Linked DNA regions of Podarcis muralis: all the other regions are linked to region 1. A link is a contact called in public Hi-C data. All regions are on one chromosome and are shown on one strand. The core of a region is the stretch at or near the end of the contact, and the rest is flanking DNA. Distances in the headings are between cores, read along the strand shown.

Region 1 (4,498 bases), core at 665-3,164:
CAGATTTTAAAACAACTGACACCACAGTAACTAAAATGAAAATACGTTAGGCACACACATTGGGCTGGATCATACAGACCCAATAAAAATTAAGTCAGGCATGTCTTTAGTGTGAACCCTTAAGAAATGCCATGCTGAATGAGACGGAGATCCGGCTAACTGCATTATCCTAGTCACACCAGCAGCCAGCCAGAAGCGTGTGAGATGCTCACAGGCAAAGCATCCAGTAACTGGAGCCTCTGCATAGGGAGCGCCATTCAGCCACAGTTACTAGTGGGGAACAGCAGTCATGATAAACAGTAGCAAACCGGGGTCGGGGAGGAGAGTCCAAGGTGCTCAGCTGTAAACCTCGCCGGGTGGACCTTGATCCAGCTCAGCTCTCAGCCCAAACTGAACCACAGGGCTGCTGAGAAGGTGTGCAAGAAGCTGCTTGAAAGAAGGGCGTTCCGGATAATGCGATAATAGCCCCGATCCCAGATCCAGATCCCCCCCGCCGCCCCTTGAGAAATGCCTCGTTTCGAAGGAGCCTGGGTTTAAGGGGTGGGGATGGATCCCAGCCTTGGCTTTAAGCCCAACTTGACAGCTCGTCCTCCTCCTCCATCGGGAGCGAGCAGGGGCAAGCCGAGAGGAATGGGGGGCTGCGGGTGCGGAGAGCCCTGCCTGCTCCCTCCAGACACCGGCCCTTGCGGAGGGAAGAGGCAGAAGGGACCTGGGAGTCGGTCGGCTCCAGCAGCCGCGGCCGGCCAGGGGGCTTCGGGCTGGGGCTGCCCAGAGCCTACAGGCATTCCGGGCGGGGCAGTTTCTGGGACGAGAGGCGGCGAAGGTGGGGAAAGCGACCCCCGCCCCCCTCCGGAGAACTCCATTAACCGATGGATTGTCCAACTCACCAGCTTCTCGGTGGGAGCGCTTCCTCCGCTCCCGCCATAGCTGTTGACGTGCCCCACCACCGAAGCCGTAAAGCGCGGCCGACATTGCCAAGGTTTTCTGTCGCAACCCCTCCTCCTTGCGACACGGCTGCCGCAAAGCGAAGCATTCGCGCATAGACTTACGATAAAGGAACTGGCGCACAGCCTTTAGGTTACGAGTCCCCTTTGCAAGCTCTTTCCCCACCCCGCTTTTCGTTCGGGTGTTTGGTTTTGTCCCTGGACAGAAGTGTTTCTGTTTCCCCATAAGGGAAAAAAATATATTTATGGAGGTATCCATTATTTTATTTATTCACTGTATTTCATTCAAATGAATCCCAAAGCAGCTTACAAGCAATACACAAGTATGATAGAACATAATACAGAACACCACACATCCGGCATAAATAATGTATATAATGATATAATATAAAAAATAAATAATGTAGTATAATTAACATCGTAAGCGAAACGATTGCAACCTATAAAGCACTGCTAGCAAAGCAACAACTAGATATCACAATTAGAGCAAAAGTCATATTACACGATTATCCAATCAATGCACCATCTATTAGTGATGTTGTGAGAAGGATGCACCCCCAAAAGGTAGGCACTGGTGCTTTCAAAAGGAGACTGACTTTTGCATTGTAAACCGCTTGTCGCGATACTGTATTGCAAATGGTTCTCCAGCAATAGGGCTGGTGTGAGTGAGAGAGAAAAACCAACGTGATTTTTCCAAGGAAGGCTAAATCTGAATTAAACTTGGGGTGGCACTTTGACGTCGCGCGGCCGCTACGGGGGGAAAAGCAACCCCTTGAATATGCGAGGAGCACTGATCCCACAATGAACTCCTCTCTAGAGGACCCTTTTATGAGCCCTTTGCAAGTATTACCGCTCCCGGACCAGCACCCAGCGGACAAACGCCCGCAATCCTAAAGCCGCTTATTCACAAGCAAAGCACGCGGAGGCGGAGCGACGACCACGCGGCGCTGGAGTAAGGCTTCCTCCTCCTCCTCCTCCTCTTCCCGAGGGCGGCGCCGCGCTCGTTGCTCGGGACGCCTGCGGAGGCCCCGTCCCACACCCGCCCCTCGGGGCGGACCTCGCCGTCCTCGGTCGGAGCAGGGCCAGCCGGCGGCTTCCTCCGCTCCTCCCCCTTCTCAGCCCTTGGTAGGAGCGGCGTGGCCTGCGGAGGACCTGCAGCATGGGGGACACCCTAGACGAGCCCTGGTGGGAACCACGTGAAGGCAGCGGCAGCAGTCCAGGTACCGAGCAGTGACGTTTGCTGGTGACTGAGGAAGTCAAAAAGCAAAAGCCTTGCTTTGCCTCAGACTTTCTTTTGGCCGCCTTAGAGTTTGGTTGGCCGCCTGTCGTGGATGTTTCAGTTGAGATTCCTGCATTGCAGGGGGTTGGGCTAGATGACCCTCTAGGGTCTCTTCCAACTCTCTGACTTTCCTTTCTCGATCTCTCTCCTCTACACATTTTGTCTCCACTTGGGCAAAGCAACTCAAATCTTCGCTTTCCAGCCCCAACCTCTGATTTATTGCGCTCCCTTCACTGCTAGAGTTTTCCTCCTGGTGAGATGTGGGGCTAGTGCCGGATTTACGCATAAGCTAAAGAAGCTATAGCTTAGGGCCCTACTCTCTTGGGGCCCCCCAAAAAATTAAAGGGAAAAAACAACTGGATGCACATTTCCAAAATATAAGATAAAAACAAATAAAATAAAACCTACATACAGCAGCAGTGTTTAGTGTTGTGTAGGCTCCTATTTGTTATGTGCAAGTGGCTTTAGATACCTATTAGGTCCATAAATTACCATATAGCATATATTCAACACAAAAAACAGCAACAATTTGTTGTTGACACAGGACAGCTGGACATATAAAGGGCCTCATTACCTTCAGTAGCTTAGGGGCCTCATCAAACTTAAATCCACTGCTGTTTTGCTAGAGCAGGCACCCCCAAACTCACCCTCCAGATGTTTTGGACTACAACTCCCATCATCCCTAGCTAACAGGACCCAGTGGTCAGGGATGATGGGAATTATAGCCCCAAAACATCTGGAGGGCCAAGTTTGGGGATTCCTGTGCTAGAGTTTTCCTCCCGGTGAGATGTGGGGTGTTAGGCCCCAAACCAATAAAATGCATTTTAAAAACAAATGAATAAACAGTGTTAAACTGCCTGCTAGATTTCTGACTGGGATTTGTTCTTCAGCTGAGCTGAGGAGGGACTTGTCTCCCTTCAGCCCCTTTAGGAAAAGAGCTTGGGCACACTGCACTTTTTGAAACCAATTTGGCTTCCAACTGGCCTGTGAAACAGATGGCATGAATGAAAAGCCGAAGTGACCTTTCAGGAGGAGTGAAACTGGAAGCAGATCCCCTTATGAAAAGGCCTTGAAGCTTTAAGGGTTTAAGGACTGCTGCTTATGAGGGGGATAAATATAAAAGGGGGTGGAAGGTACAGTTCTCAGGGGTCTATGGCTGCCCCCTTTCTTGGGTTTCATTCTGGAGACTTGGTTGATGGAAATGTGTAGGAATCCTGTGAAAGAATGAGTATGTAAAATGTGTACGTGTGATTGGGCATATATGTAACGTTTGCATGGTGAACATTCATACCCATCACCTGCATCTCTGGCCTTTGCTTACATAAATATATGCCTAATATATTGAAGAGGGTCTTCTTGACATAACAAAAGACCAGGGTTCTCACTTATGAAGACAGAGAAGGGATATATACATTACAAAAAGAAATCTCAGGGTTGTGGGTTTGAGCCCCACGTTGGGCAAAAGATTCCTGCATGGCCAGGGGTTTTGTAGCCCCTTTGTGATCCCTTCCAACTCTACAGTTTGGTGAGTCTATGAACCATATATAAATATATATTGGTCTTATACTTCTTCGGCTGCTTTTCATTCTGTGAAACAGGGGTCGGCAACCTTAGGCTCATGGGCCACAAGCGGCCCATGGGGGTCGTTTAACCGGCCTACGAGCTACCCCCAAGCCGAGCCACCTGCTCGGCGAGTCCCCATGCGCTGCGCTAAACTGGCGCAGTGCGGGGACTCGCTTCTGTGGCGCCAGAAATAGTGTCTGTGCATGTGGCAACGCTGGAAATTGCGTCTACGCAGACACTGGAAATTGTACGCTTGCGCGATCCAGCCCACAAAAGGATCTCTGCTGGAGTGAACTGGCCCAGGCGAGGTAAACCTTGCTGATCCCTGCTGCAAAATATCTGGAGTATTGTAGCTTGGTGATGGTGCTGAGTGTTTTTTGCTACCATATGCCAGATGTCTTCCTTCCTCCAACCACAGTTCCCATTTTTTTTCTGAGGAGACAAATAACTGTGAAAACTATTAGAGCATGTTGTGTAGCTATAGCCAGAGAGTGCTTTTTGACAATATGAATGCTGCCCTCTAGCGTTCCTCACTTAAGGCCTTTCTGTATAACCAGTTTTGGGTGGACTACACTATAATGTTCTGTTACTGCTGGAGGGAGGGTGAGCTTCTTGGGATGGTTCAAAGCGAGCCTTCTGCAAAAGAGTTAATTTGTGCCTGAATTATGGTCAGTTTTATTCCAAACTCCGTCATGCTCCTGAGCTTGGTGCC
Region 2 (4,777 bases), core at 1,116-3,615, 130 kb before region 1:
TGCCTCACAAGACGGAAAACCCGCTAGACGAAAGGGTTTTCTGTTTCTGAGTTGCTTCGCAAGACGATTTTCCCTATGGGCTTGCTTCGCAAGACGAAACGTCTTGCTAGTCTTGCGTTTTTTCTCTCGCTTCCCCCCCCCCTTTTTCTAAGCCGCTAATAGCCTTTTAGCAGCTTAGCCGCTAATCCTTTAATAGCCGCTAAGCCGCTAAACCGCTAATAACGCTAATCCGCTTAGCCGCTAATAGGGTTGCTTCGCAAGACGAAAAAACCGATAGACGAAGAGAATCGCGGAACGGATTCTTTTCGTCTTGCAAGGCACTACTGTAGTTGGAAAGGATCCAAGGGGTCATCTACTCCAACTCCCTTCAATGCAGGAATCACAGCTAAAGAATCCCTGGCAGATGACTCCCTAAATACCCTTTGGTATTTAGATCCCTAAATACAAATACCATTTCAGATGCATCTGATAAAAGTGGGCTCCAATTCATGAAAGTTTAAATTAAGTAAACCTGTTAGCTGTTAAAGGTGCAATAAAAACTGGCACTTTAGTTGCAGTAGATTAAATTAGCGTAGAGGATATTTGAGAAAAGTAATTCCTTTAAGGATCATTAACTTTGTAATCACAAGAGATTGCCAACTATCTTAGTAACTGAGCTTCTAGTGCTGGCTATGTATCAGTTTATGAAATTTCAATGGCAGAAATTTTCTTTAGAAGCAGGCAACTCAGTTGTGTCTCTATATCTATTTAAGGTTTCAATCCTATATCATCTTATCTAGAAGCATGTCCTATTGAACTCAACAAAGCTTACTTCTAATAGACATGTACCAATTGCACTGCACAAATATTAAATGACTGGTTGTATGCTGAATATTGTAATGGGTCACCGGTATATTTTTAAGTACTATACAGTAGAAGCAACTATTGCTAGAACAAAACCTAATAATTGGGACAGTATTAAAGCTTAATTCTGTAAGAGAAACACAATAAAAGTCTCGTCATAAATTTCTCCAAGTATATGTGCTTATGAATGCAACTGTTTTGCAAGAACAGGATTTCCTTCCACCACTCTTATATCAGCCGTGACAGATCTCTTCAACCCCAATGACTTGCCCTGATCACACCCCAACTTCTCTGAAGGAGTAAACAAGACAAAAAAGCAATGACAGGAAGAGTTGCTGGCTCACGCCCCAGCTGACTCAGAATGTCAAGTAACTAAATACTGACAGCAGCTCTGAGCACTTTTAAAAGCTGCATCGCTGGGCTAATAACAATTTCTTTGCATGAACGAAATGAACAGTACTCGAACTTTTGAGATTCTGAACCGTGAACATTTCCACGTCTTCTAATTATACAAATTATAGTAGAAGACGTAGAAGAATTAAAGAGTCCAGCAAGCCAGATATAACGACAACTGTCCTGTCGGCCTCTTGGGGTGACCTTGGATAAACAACTTTCCTCCTCCCAAGACTCCAAGTACGAAGAGGCCGCTTGAGGAAGAAACAAACAAACAAACAAACTTCGAAGGTGTACAAAGAAGATGAAGCATTTACATAAAGGGAGCTGTGTGTGTTCTGCAGAGCCTTCCTCAGTGACAAAGAATCAGAAACCCCAAATTAACCTCTTCCCATTTTAGGCTCTCCAGCCCTGGTGGGGCGGAGAGGGAAGGAGAAATTGAAAGCGGGGGAGGCAGGGAAAGAACTTTTTCCTCAGAAATGGGAAGTGCATCTTTTCCAAGGGTTTTTTTCTTGGGGGGGGGGGAGCAAAACCTCGTTACAACACAATTAAATCTACACTGCTTTGGCACTGCTGTTTGCTGCAGTAGGCTAACGCAGCGCCCACCAACTAGAAAATGAATTATGTGGGGAAGGAGGGGAGAGCAGGAACCAGGATTCAAGGCCCATGGGCGGGGGGTTGAGGTTGATGTGGCAACAGCTGATCCAATGCGTGGCCTTCCCTGTCTCGAGTGGACGGGGAAGGGCGCGGCCTAGGCCTCATCCAGGCGCCCTAAGGGCCCCCCCCGGTCGGCTACCCGCTCCTTCCCCGGTGGGCAGCGGCTCGGCCTCTCCCATTCAAACCGGGGCAGCGGCTCCCCCACCCGACTCGCCCCGTTTCTTCCACGAAATGGAGGCTGCGGCGCCAGCCAGCCCGCCAGCCCCACGACCCTGTACCCCTCCCTACCCGCTCCCCGCCTCCTCACTCACTGCTGCCGCCGCTGCCGTACGTGGCAAAGAGACTCGGCCAAGGCGGTTGCTGCTGCTGCTGCTGCCGGGCCGCCACGCATGCGCACTCCGCCCATAACCTGACGGCGGAGACTGCTGTACCGAAGAGCTTCGTCAGAGGAAACCGGTACCGCGCAGGCGCGAAATGAAGGTGTGGGGCACGCACGCGTGCTGACGTACAGGACAGAGACGTAGAGCGACCCAGATTTTTCTTGACCTTAAAAAAAATAAAAAGTCAACGCGAGTCCAGTTAACGCGCATGCGCGGGAATGAATGGGCCTGATTCTAGTCTCCCTTGTTGGTTTCTGGCAGTCAGTTGCGTGCAGTTGGCGTCTCTTCTGGGCAGAGGAGCGTCTTTGCAAAAACGTCATTCACGGGTCCTCCTTCTTCCAGGCCAAGCCGTGTTCAGTGGCTGAGGCTGCTCCGCAGTGCCTGGCCCGATGTTCATTGATCTCAATGGGGTGCGCTCTCAGGAGAGTAAAGGACTGGACCCAATAGGGCTTCTGAGCAGTGTACAGTAGAGGATTGCAAATGTGCTTTACTGTGCTAAGCTGTGAACATAGAACCAATGGAAAGCAAAGAGAGGGTCACTCACCCCCACCCTATCAAGCCCCGAATATCTATCTACTTCCTCATCTACCATCCTGAAAGCCAGTCTGCTGCAGTCTATGGCTTGTCTGATCACTCACAGATACCTCAGAGGACTGGCCTTCACATGCCCTATTCACCTAACCAGTTAAGCAAAGTGTTGTTATTATTATATTTATATGCCACCTATCTGGCTGGGTTTGTAAAGCATTCGACATTAAAAAATTCCCAATACAGGATTGCCTCCAGATGTCTTCTAAAAGCCAGGTACTGTAGTTGTTTATTTCCTTGAAATCTGATGGGAGGGCGTTCCACAGGGCAGGCGCCACTACCAAGAAGGCCCTCTGCCTGGTTCCCTGTAACCTCACTTCTCACAGTGAGGCAACCACCAGAAGACCCTCAGAGCTGGACATATATCCACACACACATTCATGGAATCACAGCTGAAAGGGATCTTGGGAGATCAAGGCCTACATTCTCCATGTTATTCCTGATAGCCTGAGTGCCTTTCTTGATGTATATGTGCTCCTGGCCATCAAGAAGAAACAGTCTAAAGTTCGCGTTGCATGGAATATCAAAGTTCATGAGGCTTTACACTGCACAGATAATATTAATTATGCTTCTTGAACTTAGGTCTTTTGTTGAACAAGGAACACTAGTTACTCACTAGTTATCCATTATTAGTAACAGAAAATTGATAATCCTTCAGTTGCTACAATGAAACACGAAGGAAACAGATTGTGAAAAGAAAGAGATTGCACCAATGTGTCAATATTTGCTCAAATTGACCACACACCCTTCAACCTACCAACTCAGCATGGTCACTGCTATTCATAGTCACGCCTGTATGCAAGTCCTAGAAATAAGACATTCGGTACTAATAAACTTGCAAGCTCTGCAAAAGCAGCAAATAAAGGTGCCATGGAAGAAGCAGAGATTTTATGGGCTTCATTTGCACTGATTGTCACTATAAAAGTAATTAAGTTGTGAGTGTAAGTTTTGAATGCACTTCAATTAAAAAGATCAACATTACATATTTCTTCATAATCACATATTCCCATTCTAACAAACATGACATGATTTCAAAAGTGTATGCATGATCATATTCCAGAAGGTTATCAGAGGATGCTTGTCTCTCTAATTCTGTGTTATATCATGCTGATTCCCCCAGCACTCTCTCAAACTTTTAGATGTGTCCACTAATCTAAAAATGTTGGTGACCCTGAGCTAGAGTCTAGGCCATTCACACAACTGAATGACATTCAGAGAACCAGTATGATGTAGAGGCTTAGTGTCAGATGGGCAACTGGGAGACCACAGTTCAAATCCTCTCTCCACCATGAAATTCACAGAGTGAGCTTGGGACAGTTTCTCTCTCAGCTTAACGTACTTCACAGGGTTCTTGTGAGGAAAAAATATGAGGTCAAAGACTGAAGACCATTTATTACATTTTAGTTAAGTAATATTACATCCTATGTAAAATAAATGCATGTTTTTCATGAAATAAGTGCCTTTTAAAAATTTGTAATTATTCTTCAACTCAACATCAGTCATTCCAAATATTTCCTACATTCATTATCCCATGTATCATATCATAGTTCTAAGAACACTTCCAGACATGTTTTTTTAAATATAAAAACACATTGATTGAGTTTGAGCAATGGCACACCTCAAATTTTAAAAAAGAATGTACAAAGCCCTGTGCAATTTTATTCCTCGTTTTTTCTCCCAATACTTCTTATTTGGCAGAAAATGCAGTAAAAATGAGAAGCCTAGCTTTTAAACAGCTTGTTTATTTAATATTCACTAGATGGCAGTGCAGCCTCAGTAATGGGAATTTTTAAGTCCATAGCAGGTTAAACTGATTTCATCCAATATATACTAAAGCCTGTTTCAAACTTTGAACAGTCCATTAACAGAGAGCACTTTTGCGTCTTTTTCTTACCCCAGACTTGGACTGGATATCC
Region 3 (4,822 bases), core at 116-2,615, 190 kb after region 1:
ACCAAGCTGTTGAAAATGTCACAATATAGTAAGCCCGTTGGTTTTCTCAATGTTCAGAAAAGTCAACTACTAGAGATTGCAATGAATTTCCATAACTGAAGCAAGAAGGTGCCCCCTTGTGGCATTTTTCAATGTGAAATTATTACAGTAGCAGCTGATGCAGCTGGCAAAATGACTAATATGCATACATAAAACATGAGTTTTATTGAATTTGCTTTCCAGCCAAAATGCTTGTAATTGAAACATCATTTACTGTCAGTTACCCCAATGACCTTTCAAACAGGTATAGGTTAACACTTCCCTGCAGACAAGCTCAAGATTTTTTAATTTTTACTAGTCTGCTTAGCCTCCCACATGCAGACAGTGTTGCCCAGGCTGACTTGAGTGGTGGCTCTGACAATCTCCTAACGCAGAAGGAACTGTTAATTGCCATGGGCACACGACAAGCTGCACGTGTGCAGGCATGTTTCTTAACCAAAGGTGTTTCATAAGTACATGTTCAATGGGGGGAGTGTTGTGCCATTATTAAAAATAAGAGAAGGATAAGGTATCAGCTGGCTGGAGTGTGTGAGTTCGTGAGAGAGACAGCACAATAAATGTTTGCATGGGGGTCTTGCAGTAACCTTCAAGGGTGGCCCAGAACATTTTGCCACTGTAGGCAAAATGCCCTGCTGCTCCCCCACAGATCCTGGCCCTCTCCCTGACAACGCCATTGTGCCCAGATTGCCACTGGCCCAGCCACTGCAACTGTACCCTAAATCTGCAGCTGCACTTGCACTGCCACCATGATGCAGTGGCAGCAGTGGGGGCGTGGCTTTGGTGGTGAGGACAGTGGTGGTGCTGCAGTGGTAGCACAGGTGAAGCTGCAGTGGGGCTGACAACTGCTGGGGTGGGGAGGAATGGGCAGATTTGCCTTCTGAGGCAAAGTTCTTCCTCATGGAAGCGCTGGCCTTGGTAACCTTAATCCTCTATTTTTTTTAATTTTTTTCTTCAGATAAGGAAAGAAACCATTGAACTTCTGGAAATGGGACTGATCAAACTGTGCAGAGAGGGCTCTGTGAAAGTGGGACTCTTTTAGATATGATGTTTGCCCTTGAATTCAACTTATCCTTCAGTCTGCCCAAGTTGAGGCTGCTTTTTAATTCTGAAATGCACATAGTAGAAACCCTTTTGTCACCCTTAATTCTTTTGCAATAAAGCCAGCTTTTGTATGGAGTCCTCTACTGAAATGTTCACGTATAATGATATGAAATCGAAAGTCAACACAGATTTTTCCACCAGCACATAAAGTAACTGTTAACTCAAAAGATTTACTCAAAAGTATAAGCTAGTGGATAAGAGACTGTGTCATGGGGAATCTCATTTCAGCAACAAGCTCACTAGGAATCCTTGAATGAGCCTCCAGGCCAGTTTGGGTGTACTTATCTCAGCTTAATAGGCTGCAGTTTAGAAATAATAGTGCCAGCTTGCTTTAAAGAGCAGTTGCAATGATTAGCATGATAATGTGTACAAAACACTTGAGGAAATATATAAATTATAACTGTTAATAATGATGATAGTAATGTCTCCTGAGCTTTTCTTCTTCAGCTCTGCATATCAATCAGTTCAGTTTTCTGGAAGAAGAGTTTGGATTTGATATCCCTCTTTATCACTACCCTAAGGAGTCCGAAAGCAGCTAACATTCTCCTTTCCCTTTCTCCCCCACAACAAACACTCTGTGAGGTGAGTGGGGCTGAGAGACTTCAGAGAAGTGTGACTGGCCCAAGGTCACCCAGCAGCTGCAAGTGGAGGAGTGGAGACGCGAACCGGGTTCCCCAGATTATGAGTCTACCGCTCTTAATCACTACACCACACTGGCTCATATGTACTGTGGCAGAACCATAGCTAAAGTATTTCCAAAATATCCTTAAAGATCAGTGTCAGTGATAATAAATTGTCAATGTATAGGGATAAGTACCCCTCTTGTTTTTCTTTAGGGGAACTCCCCTGTGTTACTAATATCATTACCATAGGTCGTTGTAACCTGGAATCTGCCACTGTGAATTCAAAGCATCAGGTAGCAAACTTGTTCTTATGGCAGATATGTAGACCAGGAAACTTGAAGCAAAATGGATGCTGCTTGTGAGTAGTATGCTTAATTGGCCCCAGAAAAAATGCAGGCCTGGTGTAACCATTGTCTATCACTTGATTCTTACCCTACTTGGTATTAGCAAAATCTGCCCTTTTACCTCAGTTTCAATGCAGCTTTGGAATCTGTGAAGGCGGGGAGAAAGGGAAGCCTTACGTTGTGTCGGTCGGTAAAATTTATACGCTGAAAATCATTGGTCATCACAAAAACACAATCAAGTCAGCTAATAAACTTGACAGACAGAAAATCTGAGGAGTAATGTACCACCCTACGTGCAGGATTTCCAAATAGACCAATGCAGATGATCCTACTAAATTGTGTCCTAAGCTGTGTGGAACAACAGTAACAGCAAAAAGGGTGGCAGCCTTGTGAAGGAAGCAGTGGCGGGTGCAGGAAGCTAGCAGATGTAAGTCAGGTTAAAGTACACCAGCAGGAGGATGGCACAGGCTGGCTAAAGGTGATTATGACCATAAAGTACAAGGAGGGCGTTATTCCCAATCAAATGGATCAAGTTAATAAGTAATTCCAGGAAGTTACCAAGGTTCTTAAAAATGCTAAGTAGATAGCAACAGATGAAAAATACCTCACGGTACGACACAAAGGCCAGCCAAAGACTTGTCCGGCATCAACATGAATGAAAAGAGCACCGTTTCACCAAACCGTCCATCGAGATGCCCTGATAATACTGCATATAAACAACAGAGGCTCCCCGCCTGGAAGCCCCAGCTCACCCCAGAGCTCGTCCTCCCCAGCTTCTTTATCATTAGCCTCTTCTGCCTTGTGATGGGAATTGTACTTCTGTTGGCTGCGACAAGAGTCAAAGAAATAAAGGTTTGTTTTCATTGTGTGCTAGAAAGCATGCATTACAATACTGGTAGACTGTATTTGTGTATAAGTTTACAGTGTGTTTATTTTGTTTTGTTTAATTTTCACAACATTTGTATATGATGTCCTCATTAATCCTAACACCATAAAATAAACATTTTGGTGCAGTCCCAAAAGTGGAAGTACTGACCTTGGCGCCCAGAGACCTGACGTCAATACCCACTTTGGCTATTATGTTCTTTATTTCTTTAGCAAAGGAATCAATAATGTAAGTAGTCTATATTGGTGAGCATTGTAACATCCAGGGAGTGAGGTAGTGATCTGAGGCTAGACTTAAAAGCATTACACTGGTGTGAGCAGCTTCAGTAAATGAATGGATAGAATATCTGAACAGGTCTACCATTATTTAGAGAAGTTGGGAAAGGTAGACCCTCCAGACTATTTAACAGTTAAGCATTCTGAAGATGCTGAAGAGACTACAGATGGACCTGGGAATGGTCTTGTTTAAATTGTATCTGTAGGCCAGCTGCCTTTGAGACCATTGGTGGAAAGGTGAGTTATAAATATTTCAAATACAATACTGGGGTGCCGTTAGACAAGCTTCCAGGCCTGTTCTCCACAGGGGTGTTTTTTACTCTTTTAAGGGTTGTGTTTGTTTGTTTGTTTGTTTGTTTGTTTGTTTAACTGTTGTGTTTTTAAATGCTGTAATCTACTCTGAGATGTTCTGGTGAAGAATGAGTCAGAAGTACTATTAACCACAATAAGTGGCAAGCTTCTCTTGCAGAATAGATGTAATTAAAAACACATGATTGCGTACACATTAAAAGTGGACTGCAACTAAATAGAAATAGTATTTGCCAGTGGAAGATGCTTGGACTTTGAAGAACTTTAGGGGGAAGCATGTTCCAAAGGGGTTATTCAGGACACATCTTGGCATGTCATTGCTGTCTTAACTTGAAAGCTCCTTGTGAGGCCATTTAGTTGACCTGACAAACAGTCACATTTGACCATCTCGTGGAAATCTGCAAAGGCCGAACTGTAAAGCCTTTAAAGCTAGGAGATCTTGTTCTCCTTTTGCAATGATGACAATAACTTGGCCTGTTTCTTTCATTTCTTGGCAGATTAATTATTCCGAGATATGCTCACATTGTTCAAAGCTGCGTGAAAACTCATCAAACTGGGAGAAGGAATGCCTGTGTTTCACCAACTTCACACTTCAGGAAAGCATGCAGGTAAGTGATTGTGAAAAAGTGAATAATAGGTTGGGGTTTTTTTAATAAGCAACACAAGAGCAGCATTAAAATTAACAACATACAGGGGGAAAGGAAAATGTTATCTACCAAACCTCAAATATTTCAGGGTTATTGAATAAAGAAAAATAAATTGTACCTAAGGAAACCAGAATGATTTTGAAGTAAATGTTTTGAAATGTTTAAAACATTTTTTGAGCGTTTAGCTGAGTTAAACACTTTTATACAGTAATTTCAATGGGAGTGTGTTAAGCCCATGCATAATTCTCACTGTAAAATCAATGGAACCTCAGTGTTTCAATTGTTGGCTGGGTTACGCGCTATGGTACTTTTAGCATCTATCCAATTTTAAGCAATTTTAGTGTGTTAGCTCTTGTCATTCAATGACTAGGGCAACAACCCTTAGCGTAGTGACCAGATGCAAAAAGAGGATATTTGTCATGCAGGCCACACACACCTGTCAAATTTTTCTTTTCTGTTAAAGGTGCAGGAGCCCTGTCTTTTTTTGCATCTGGCACCCTACCTGAGGGATTGATTCCCATATCCCTGCCCATCTCTCAGGAGCTTATCCTTCAGTTTATTCAATCAATGCTGAATTCAGCAGCTGAGGATGTGAACT

Evidence for each region. A called contact is a pair of places that touch in the nucleus more often than the background predicts.
Region 2: a Hi-C map of tail shows a contact between it and region 1, with 3 times the contacts expected there. The contact joins the promoter of TFG here to the promoter of CMSS1 in region 1. A contact is called at or near these places in 2 of 3 Hi-C or Micro-C datasets (blood and tail).
Region 3: a contact with region 1 is called in a Hi-C map of tail, with 5 times the contacts expected there. The contact joins the promoter of LOC114595870 here to the promoter of CMSS1 in region 1. A contact is called at or near these places in 2 of 3 Hi-C or Micro-C datasets (blood and tail).

The regions. Positions count from the first base shown.
Region 1 is chr4:35,062,122-35,066,619 of rPodMur119.hap1.1, reverse strand. CMSS1 (cms1 ribosomal small subunit homolog) reads left to right here and starts at 1,914. Exons shown (of 10, transcript XM_028726648.2): 1 at 1,914-2,164. The coding sequence starts at 2,104. It overlaps TBC1D23 (TBC1 domain family member 23), which reads right to left and starts at 1,056. Exons shown (of 18, transcript XM_077927172.1): 1 at 888-1,056. The coding sequence starts at 1,041.
Region 2 is chr4:35,197,262-35,202,038 of rPodMur119.hap1.1, reverse strand. TFG (trafficking from ER to golgi regulator) reads right to left here and starts at 2,365. Exons shown (of 9, transcript XM_028726663.2): 1 at 2,205-2,365.
Region 3 is chr4:34,875,781-34,880,602 of rPodMur119.hap1.1, reverse strand. LOC114595870 (cell cycle control protein 50C-like) reads left to right here and starts at 1,365. Exons shown (of 7, transcript XM_077927175.1): 1 at 1,365-2,959; 2 at 4,075-4,185. The coding sequence starts at 2,759. It overlaps CMSS1 (cms1 ribosomal small subunit homolog), which reads left to right. Exons shown (of 10, transcript XM_028726648.2): 10 at 995-1,223. The coding sequence ends at 1,078.